Regions from separate parts of the Rattus norvegicus genome. Here region 1 is linked to region 2. Evidence: chromatin contacts called from public Hi-C data. All regions are on one chromosome and are shown on one strand. Each heading gives the region's core, a stretch centred on a gene start, on an enhancer-like site or on the middle of the called end of the contact. The rest is flanking DNA. Distances are from core to core; before and after follow the strand shown.

What was found. A called contact is a pair of places that touch in the nucleus more often than the background predicts.
Region 1: a contact with region 2 is called in a Hi-C map of liver, with 3 times the contacts expected there. The contact joins the promoter of Pikfyve here to the enhancer-like site in region 2. A contact is called at or near these places in 12 of 12 Hi-C or Micro-C datasets (the A7r5 cell line, the Rat2 cell line, Schwann cells and 7 more) and 1 of 1 datasets of contacts at active chromatin or transcription factors (oligodendrocytes).

Annotation. Positions count from the first base shown.
Region 1 is chr9:74,055,399-74,060,965 of GRCr8, forward strand. It overlaps Pikfyve (phosphoinositide kinase, FYVE-type zinc finger containing), which reads left to right and starts at 2,116. Exons shown (of 42, transcript NM_001427277.1): 1 at 2,116-2,280. It also overlaps a transcript of Idh1 not described here.
Region 2 is chr9:73,987,665-73,992,920 of GRCr8, forward strand. It overlaps a transcript of Cryga not described here. Among named protein-coding and RNA genes, the nearest start is that of Cryga, 12 kb to the left of the region's middle. Within about 2 kb of position 3,192, at least 28 of the 93 cell types and tissues checked have an H3K27ac peak or open chromatin away from gene starts, as enhancers often do. A contact at or near this core is called in the A7r5 cell line, Schwann cells and liver, where this site is marked.

The sequences.
Region 1 (5,567 bases), core at 866-3,365, 67 kb after region 2:
CAAAGGTCATGGGAGCCTGGCAACCATACCCAGGGATTTTCATGAGAGGCTCCCATTAGACAAATCAGGGGCAACTTTTAAAACTGTAATGGTGACTGTGCTGAATTAGAGCATTGCTGAGAGAAAGAGAAAAGTCTATATTGAGTCTCACCAATGTAAAGAGAGGGGACGGCTATGAATTATCAGTAAAGTATAATTACAGCACACAGAAGCATGTGAGTACAGTACCACGGTGTGACCAAGCCCAGCAAGCTTCATGTAAGTGCATGGATGGAAGTTCTGGGGGAGAATAGTTATGGATAGGAACAAAATGTCTCTACAGATAAAATACACCTGGAATTAAATTTTGACGGCTAGTCTGAGGTAAGAACCCAAACTGATTTCTTTCCTAAAAGAGAACTCAATTTTTCTCACAGAGATTAAACTTCAGGCTAATGTAGACATGGAAGTGCAAACTTCTGGGGAACGTGAACTGTGTTATGGTCACGGCTTTACCCTTAGCAGAGTACCTACATGGCCAATTACTGAGAATGAGGACCTCTCCAATTAATCACTCAGAACATGTTAGTTGAGGAGCTGGAGAGATGGCTCAAAGTTCAGATCACATACTGCTTTTGCAGAGAACCCAAGTTTGATGCCTAGCACCCACATTTGGGGGCTCACTACCCCCTATATCAAAATACAAAACAGAATCTGATCCCTTTGACCTTCCTGAGCACCCGCATAGCCCACTATATCTTTCAAAAAGTGTTAGTTGAACGGGTGTTTCTGTATATAGTTTTTTCTGTATCTTGCTATCCTCTCAGTTGGATTATGTATTGTGTTCTCTTGGCCTATTTCATAATTTATTGTACGTTTATGGGATATTAGCGTCTGTTGGAGTAATTTAAGAAAATATTTTTCTTTTCTTCTTAAGAAAGATGCTTGAGTATGTTTATGGGCCAAGGAGAAGTTATTGGGAAAGGTTTGGTTGAAGAGACATTGCAAGCCCACAGGGATATGAGTGAGGGACGTGTTTGCAGATAGTTGTGTTTGGTAGAGGTCGTTAGGTTAAGGATTGCAGCCCAGCTTTTTGACTTGCATATTTGCATAGTAGTAATGAAGGCCAAAGGGCACTAAGGACAAGATCCAACCAAGAGCCAGTTAAGGATGGTGACCAGCAGTTGCAGCGTCCTCTAGCTTCAGGTTTTGGCGGTATTTTCCATCGTTGAAAAAAACAAAAACCAAAACAACAACAACATCAACAACAACAAAACAAACCAAAAACAAAAAACAAAGCTGGGTGGGAAATGCCAAAGTTCTAGAGGAAAAGAATTCTCAGAATAACACCAACCTCCAGATTCCTTTCAGTGCTCCCCTGAAAAGCCCTGCGTTTTCAGTAAGCAGGTTTTAGCTTGTTTTCTACTTTTAACTGCACAGCCCTTTTAGCAGGACAAAAATAACGCGTCACGTTAATACCAACCTGAGCAAGTCAGGACTTGATAATTCTTATCTGCAACACAAAACCCTAATTTAAAGAAGCTATAGTCAACATCACTTGGTCAGGTTCTGTGCCAACTACTTTTCATGCGGTGTTTTACCTAATCCTCAAACAACAACAAAACCCATTAACAACAACAATAATTAAAAAACAACAGGGAGTGAACGCTGCTATAATTAACCCCGCTTTATCCACCAGAGGTTTGAGGCCTAGAGAAATAAGTAATTTGTTCAAAGACACACAGTTGGTTTTAGCGGAGTCCTGAAAGTGTCCTAAAAGCTAACCATCTCTTCGCTCTGGGCTACACAGGTGGAAGTCGGTCCAAGAGAGCTCGGAGAGCAGCCTAACTTATGAGTGCTCACAGTGTTGAACACATACGGTAACAGCAGACCAACTAGGGTCTAGTGCCCGGCGCTCGTGATGCTCACGTGCACTGTCCTCTCTTCTTTCAGGAAGGCTGAGGCAGCGTTAAGTCCTCTGGGGGCCTGGAACGATATTCTCTGGGTTAGATTCTTTCTGCCTGAACATCTGATCGGAAGGTCCAGAGGGCGGTGAGGAGTGGGCGGAGCCGGCCCTTGGAGCCTGTTGCTGATTGGTCAGAAGGGGTATCGGGGCGGAGCCTTGAGGTGGTAGGCAGAAGCGAGAAACCGCAGTTACAGCGTATACCTCTGGGCTCCTCGGCGCGACCGCCGGCTGCCTGAGGAAGCCGGCCCTGCGCTTGGCTAAGGCTTCCTGGCCGAGAGTGGTGAGGCGGAGGCCGGGGAGGCGGGAGGCCCGCGGGGCCGGGGCGGGAGGCGAAGGTAAGGGAGGCGGCGAGGCATGGGCAGGCAGGGCGCGCAGTGGGAGGAAGGCCGGCGTGGGTCCCGGAGCACCGCCTGAGGGATGGCGAAGGCCCGGGACTCTGCGGACTCTGCGGCCGAGGCTCGGCCGGGGAGCGGGGAAGACCTGATGGGAACCGGCTGGCTTCTGAGCGCCCGCCGGCCCTGTGTGGCGAGACGGACGGAAGCCGGCTGGGCCATCTCCTGCACAGGCTTCCTTGACACAATGGAAGTTCTCTTGCCTCTCTGTTTTCCTAATGCCCGAACTTATTTCGGAGGTGGACCATGTCATCTCTTCCTCTGAGCGGGTGAGCGCAAGTCTCAGGGTTGCAGCTTTAGTCTGGAAAAGAAAGTTCTGACCCACAGAAACCATTCCAAGCTTGAGTGTGTCCATCAGCTTAAATGCTGCTGTCTGCTGTTTGAGGCTTAAAAAAAAAAAAAGAAAAGAAAAAAGAAAAAAACTTAACGTAGTGGTTTTAAGGAGGAGACTTATTTCCCAATAAGTCGTTTCCCCTTTCCCAAGAGGTTCCCAAGAAATGTTGAAAGTGAAATTTGATGGATGCATTTAGAAATTTAGGGTCTTCTGTCGTATTTAGGTTCTTAGGACATTCAGGGAAGGTGTACATTCTGCATAAAGCAGGTTACTGCTGTGTATCTTACGCGCGTAATGTGTTAAATGATGAAGGGTTGCTTCATTCGATGTATCTTGTATTTCTAGATGTAGCTGCCCAGCAAATCGCACCGTCTTGTTTTACATTTATTTGAATCTCTGCCTCTCCAGGACTCCCACTCTGTCCTGGTCTCCCATTCCCCCATTCTCCCCCTCCCCGGAGGGAGGGGGAGCGGGGTAGACCAGGACAGAGACAGACACAGGTGTAGGGTGGCGGCTGGAGGGGAGATAGTCTTAGTTTCTTTCTCTCCGATTCATTAGGTTCAGGCTTGTGACAAAGGTCAGGACTTCTCTGAGAAGCAACACTAACTTCCCGAGTCCTCCCCCTCCCTTCTCCTCTTTCTGGAACAGTTACATGAATCACACTGGTTTTCCTTTAGTGTTTCTGCTGTGCATGGGCCAAAAAAAAACGAACACTAAGCCTTTCTTGATGGAAGCTAACATTGCTTGTATTCAGCTGTCCTGCATCAATAGATAAAAGTTTGAGAATTGTATTTAAGAAAATGATTGCGCTGCTGTTTGGAATTTCACTACAATTTTCCTATGGGCAGATAGGTCAAGCTATTTCCTACACTTTAATATCGGACTCATTTTCTGATTTGCTTTACCAAGAAACTTATTGCAAATCTGCGTATACCACACTGGCCTTGGGATAAAGAGAGACACTGCAGAAGTTGTTGGATAAGTAGGTTAACATTTCTAATTATGTATGCAGAAAGAGCCATGCTTTATAGCATAAACAGTTATCATGCTGCTAAAAATCAGAGTTGTAAGTTTTCGGATGCTGGTGGCATGTAGTTATTAAGATTACGTCTATGTGGTTGCATTCATGTTTCAGAGACTGCACTTGATGTGTGTTTTCATGGCAGTTTTTACCTTCACATGTCCAAAGCTTAATGAAAGTTGTAGATATAGACTTTTAGAAGTAATTCTAAGACTCTGTAAGCAGATTGGTTTCTGCGCTTTCATTGGTACTTTTGTGGAAGTGTAAGAGGTTGTGTTCAGAAGCATGAGGGTTCTTATTGCCATTACATCTTTTTTTCTCCGGCGGTCTTTAAAACAAAACAAAACTTTGAGTTTTTACTTGATCAGTCATCATGTTAATCCTTCATGCTGTAGGATCATAGTTGTATGTTAGCTTGACGCAAGCTAGAGTTTTCAGACAGGAGAGAGCCTCAACTAAGACATTGCTTTCATAAGATGGCCTGTAAGCAAACCTGTAGGGCATCATCTTAATTAGTGACTGATGAAGGAAGGCCCAGTCCTCATTGTGGGTGGTAGTGGTCCTGGGTTCTATAATAAAGCAGGTTGAGCCCTTGTTCATGAGGAATAAGCCAATAAGCAGCACTCCTCCTTGGCCTCTGCCTCAGCTCCTGTCTCCAGGTTCTGCCCTGCTTGAGTTCCTATCCTGACCACCTTTGATGATAAAAACAGTAGTGTGGAAGTGTAAACTAAATAAGCCCTTTACTCCGGAAGTTGCTTTGGTCTTGGCGTTTCATCCCAGCAATAGCAACCCCGACTGAGACAATACTTTATGATACTAGAGGTCCTCCCTCCCTGTCTTTCTGCTTCCTTTCCTTTCCTTTCCCCCTACTCCATTGCCTTCCTCTTCTCCTTTCTTCCCCATCCTTTCCATTAAGCACTTGTTGCCAAAATCTCATCCAAGTCAGTGGTTTCATTTCTGTTTTAATTTAATAATCTGAGAGAATCTTGAGTACTAAGAGAATACAATTGGCTAGAACTGGAAGTCTGTGAGGAATACAGTTTTTTTTTCTTTTTGATAGAAGACTGTTGGAGAATTCTGTTGCAAGACTTGTCGCACAGTCACACGTCTATTTATTACTATCTCTGATCCACCCAGATGAAAACCGTTTAGGCTCAGTGTACCTTAGTTGCCTCAATTGTTAACCATAGTGATAATGCTGACTTTATAACTTCTGAGACTGTTGTGAACATAAAATGAACCAACAGGTGTGATTTTGAAGGAGAAAACCGTTTTAGAAGAGTGTAATGCCCTTTTTGGATAGGTAGATTACAAAGTTTTGTATTTTACTAACATGGCAAAGAATACTTCTCTTTAACCTGTCAGTCTACAGGGAGAGAGCCTTAGTCCCTTCCTGTGACTTTATTTCCTGACTAGACTTACTGCTTTGACTGGCTATGCTTTCTTGATTACTTATAAACAAAAATAAGAAGGCCATACCCTAGTATCTTACGAGTTTAGGCTTAGAGTGTGGTTGTGGAAATCCCAAGCTCCTGTGCCTAGGAGGAAAGAACAGGCAGCTTGTTGATTTGAGTACTTGTCACAGGCATTAATTACTGAAGCTGTTTGCTCAGATGGCATAGACATGTCATACAGCGTGACTGATTTTCTTTTCCTGAGATACATGCATACAATAAGGCTGAGCAGCTTATGTTATATAAAGTCAGTGTCCACTGTAACTTTAAAAAGCTATTATTACCAAAAATCCTTGGACACCTATAAGTAATGGGAATTTTTTTGTCTGCTCATATTTATGTCTTACTTGCAGATTTTAAATTGACTCTAATTGTAAAGAGAATAAGAATGGTAATATTTAAATTTAGCTTAGCCACATGA
Region 2 (5,256 bases), core at 1,942-4,441:
CAGCAGGAGGCAAAAGGCCCTGTTTTCACTCTCAGCACTGCAAAAGCATAACCCAACCCCACCATTGTGCAAGATTAACTGTCATACACTTAAAGTCACATCTGCTCTGAGAGCAGAAGTGGTGGGGTGAGCATGGTAAGCTCTGCTCACCGCACTCGGTGGACTTGTCTATTTAGCTGTTATACTTTAAACATGTATGGTGTTGGTTGGGACATAATCAATACTGATGCTCCGCTGAGCCTATGTCTAGGTGGACATAGCTAATCTCAAGGGCATGGCCTTGAATCTCTGATTTCTCTGATCCCTTCATCTCCAGCTTTGGTTGAAAATGTAGGTTCCACCGTTCATGACATAGCCACGTTTTTACGTCTGTACAAATTAGTTTGAGGGTAAACCCTTCAGGAAGAGCAGATACTTGAAGGTGAGAGGGTAGAGGCAGCCTGCTACTGGGAGGATCAGCTGCTGGCAGGACAGAGGAGGCTGGTGTCCCAGCAGGGTGGCCCTGGCAGTAATGGCAGTCATATAGCAGGTTCCCCTGGGGCCATCATGTAATTGATGTGCACAGTGCCATTTAATCCCCAGAATAGCCTGGGGTGTGACATCAGGCCTACTTACACATAGGAAACTTGTGATTGGAGAAAAATAACTTAAGGCCTAGGTAGCAGTTGCCTGGCTAGCCTGTCATTTAGTGCCATTACTGATATTATAAGGGAATTCCCTCATATGATTTTGATGTTAGCATGAAACTTTCTCCTGCCAAGTTGATTATGTATTCTGTTACGTTCTGTGCAGTTGGAAACCAGTAGTGGGAGAAGTCGGTAGAGCTCTTTTGAATAATTACCCCCTGTAAAGGCAATTGTGCTAGATTCCTCCCAAGGACCTAGCAACAGCTTACATCATCACCTGCCACCAGGTGTGGAGTTGCATTGGGTGGCATATACGAAGATTGCTTGTTACCCCAGATATCTCTCTGTCTCTTTCTTTCTGTCCCAGGTGTCCCCAGACAGCCTCTCTTTCTGTCCTCCTCAGCCCTCCACCTTTCTCTGCCCTCTGCCCTCATGGCTCTGCCTACCTCTACCCCTTCTCCAGGTCCTCACTCCCCTCCCTTCCCCTGAATAACCCTGGCATGGGCCCACCAGGCATCCCTGCCTGCCTTTGCATTACATTTCTAATAAGCTTGGTCCCAAACCAACCACTCAGCAGCAATTCCTGCACATGTATAGAAGCTTTTATGATGTTTGCTTTTACAAGCTGCCCCTGGGATGGACCCTAACATAAGAGAGACCCCTGCACCAATATAAGAAACTATCTGGAATAAGACCTCCATTCTGAGTTGTGGCCAAGTAAAGTTTAAGTTCCCAAGACTCCCTGAGAACTGACATCCTAGTTGGCAGAAAAAGACATGCACATAGGTAACTGACATCCTGGTGGACAAGTTAAGACATGAATGTTAGACAAGCCCCGTCCCGGTAGATGACTTAAGACAAGAATGTTAGGCAAGACAAGTCTCCTGCCAGAGTTGAATCCCGAAACCGATGGAGCAGGATAAATGGACTTGTTCCTAAATCCCTTATCCCTAAATCATGATTGGTGAAATAACTTGACACGGCTGTTTGTGGATTTTAGGCTTAAAGGCCATGTAGGATCTTAATTCAATGTCGCAACCAGCTCCTGAGTCTGGATTTGTGGCCCTGATCTATCAGTCTTGGGACATTATACTTAATAAACTATCCCTGTCCGACTGAGTTCAGTGTTTGTGTGGTTTGGGAGGAGACTCCTGGACCCCAACAGGAGACATCCAACTTGAAAGGGGTGGATCTGGGTCTGGGCCCTGTCTGCTTTGCCTCTGGAGTCATGATATTTGAGTGTTAGTTAGGATGGATGTGAATGCCAGCTTTTTTCTTTTGATTTTTGAGATATGTTTTCTTCTGTGCAACAGAGCCCTGGCTGTCCTGGGTTCCCTTTGTAGATCGGGCTGGCCTGGAACCCCCAGAGATCCACCCACCTCTGCCTCCTCAGTGCTGGGACTACAGGCTTGCATGTGCCACCATGACAGGCTCAAAGCAGGCTTTTACAATGTGATGCCCTTTGGCAAGACAGAGGAGAGCTGAGGTCTCGGGGTTCTCTGTTTAGTACCCTTATCTCCTTCCACCCACTTTTATTTTCTCTGCCTTTTTCCCCTTTGACCCCCATTTCTTCCATCAAATGAGGCAGAACAATGTTTTTATCAATTGCTTTATAAGTTTAAGGAATATTTAGGCTTTTTCTTCAGTTTAAATCAAGTTGGGTATTTTATATTTATTATCTGGACACGGTTGCAAATATCCTGTAATTATGTAAAGCCTTCAACTGAACTTTTCTGGGTCCAAGTCTTCAACAGGAAAACAAAACAAAACAAAGCAAAACCTGAATTCCTTATTAACAAAAACTGGTTATTTATAACAAGCCTGAGACTGATAGCAAACAGTATATGCCTTGCTGCTCTCCTACCACCAGGGGGCAGAGGAGAGTCTCAGAGAAAGTCTTCGGGCCAAGCACAGTTCCCACAAGTCCTTCCCAGATGCCGGAAATTCGTCCTAATGTGATTTGTATTCCACTTGGTTTTAAACTCTGGCTTAGAAACGATTTCAGTTGTTGCTTCGGAGACATTTTATCCGAAGGAATCAAAGGGCATTCCGATATAAATGGTAATTAAAGAACCTTTGACAACATCTTTCATCTGTAAACCACTCAGACTTACAATTAAAACCACTACTTTTAAAGTGATGTTAAACCCCAAAAGGCTGTTTTAAAATAGTCCTATAGTTTAATGTTTGAAATGTTACATTGCCACTGAGAGATCCTGCTGGATACTCGGTGGCTTGTGGGTGGAGTCAGTCTGCAACTGCATGGGGGTGGTACGAACTCTGGTGGGAGGGTAGGGGCTGCTAGCATTGCTTCCTCAAACCATAATCATTTGGGGGAATTAGTTACCCCAGACAAGTTACGTTTGCATTGCTAATAATATACATATTTGATTAGCTATTTAATGTTTAGATACTTAGAGTCTCTATCAGATGTGATTTTGTCCCTAGGACACATTTGTCAGTCGGGAGGCATTTTGAACTGTCCCACTGTTGGTATGATTCTGAGGATCGCGGCTACATACTACGGAGCAGAGGCTCTTGCAGGACTGAACGAGTGATCCGGAGGACAAGCACGTAAGCAGCCGTGGCTTCCTGTTTTAGCTCCATTATGCAGGCTGCACTTAGCCCGGTTGCTCAGACACACTGACATTTGCAAACTCTGACTGATGCCCCCCCCCCCAAACCAGGAAGTCACAGTACAATCTCCTTCAGAATGAGGCGTGGGGACTGAGACGCAATCGCCCAAACAGTGTGACTGACACATCTCCAAAGCTAGAAGAAGAGAAAATCTAAGGGAAAAATAGCGAGCCTGGCTCAGTTTGGGGCGTGTTTGGTGAAGGAGAGGGGAGACAGGCGGGCAGTGAGAACGCAGCAGCAGCAAACAGGCAGACACTGGGCAGAGTAGTGTGTGGAAGCAGAGCACCACAAAGGCAGGCCTTTCTTCAACTTAAGAACAACAACAACAACAACAACAACAACAAAACAAAACAAAAGCTGCTTGGGAGGGGGGTGGGGATGGAGAGATGGCTCAGTGGTTAAGAGCACTGGCTGCTTTTCCAGGAGACCCGGGGTCAATTCCCAGCACCCACACGGCAGCTCACAGCTTGCAGGCATACATGCAGTCAAAACACCAACGCACATACAAATCGATCAATCAATCAATCAATCGATGGATCAATCAATAAATCACAGAAATCAAATCAGGTCATGTGCCATTCACTTGCCTTTCAAAAAAACAAACAAGCAGAAAACTGCTTAGTCTCTTAAGAGCCACAGTCAAGATAAGTCTTGATACAGAATCTAAGATCTATAGAAAACAAGGCACCTTGCCCAACTTGCTCCCTGCCTAATCTGTGAGAGAGCAAAAGAAGGAGCGATACGCCATGCAGTGGTCAGGGAGCAAGCTCTAGTTCCTCAGGAGCTGAGGGAATGTGGATCTCAGCAAGAGCAAGGTGCTCAGAAATTGGTTTCAAAACCACAAGACTTAGTAAGCACTTGGCTGTGGAAGTGGACGAGGTAGGCACTTGACCATCTCTGACCCATTGCTCATACAGTCTAGTCTGAAGAACAGGGGATAAATAATGGTCCTGTGTCTCTGGCCCTGGCCTCCTCCTGAATCCTTCAAAGCTGCTTCGTGGTTGTGAGCCATTACATACACACTGTGGTCCGTGGGTACAATAGGAAATTAAATAACTGTCCTGTGTCTATGGCCTTGACCCTGCCCTGGCCTCTTTCTGAGTCCTTCCAAACTGTTATGGTTGTGACCCATTGCTTATAGACTGTCGTCTATAGGTAAAAGAAACAGGTTGGGCACTTGTCCTGTGGTTGTGTTCATGGCCCTGGCCCTGCAGTTGACAGCCTTTTAAATCAGACATTGCAAGGGACAGTGAGCAGGTCAGGAGTGAACGTGCTGGTTCAGCTCCCTTTACTCCTGCCCCACTCCACCCCCTGCCACCCACCGGGCCCATAGAAGTTTCCAGTGGTAAAGGGATCACACCCAGTTTTTATATTCTTACTGAGTGTTCAAGCTGTGAAAATGGAACTGCTTGAAAATCATCCAGAATACTTTATTTTCTCAAATACTGAACCTCGTGTAGCCCAGGCTGGCCTGAATTCTCTATGTTGCCAAGGATGACCTTGAACTCCTGATGCTCCTGCCTCCCTCACCTAAGTGCTGGGGTTACACAAAACGCACCAGCATGTGCTACTCTACTTAAAAGGGGGCATTTTATAAGCATGTGTGACGCAATTAGGATGTGGTTGCTTCTGGTTTTTACCTTTATTAAAACTACAATTGTTTATTCAGGGGTGGGGTGAGCAGTTGTGTGTGCACAGGTATCCGTGTGGTCAGAGGGCAGCTTCCAGGAGTGGTTTTCTCCTTCCATTACATAGGTTTGAGGAATCGAATCAGAGAGTGGGGATTGACCACAGGAGTCTTTGCTTGCCAAGCAATCTCAGTATCTCAGTTTTGACTTCTTGACATAAAATTGTTATTTATCTGACAGCCTAAATGTATATGCTGAATAACCTCATTCTGGGGCTATGGACTGTGCTCAGTGGTAGAATGGATGCTTAGCACGTGCAGGACTCTGAGCAGTGTCCCCAGCAGCACACACACACACCACGCACA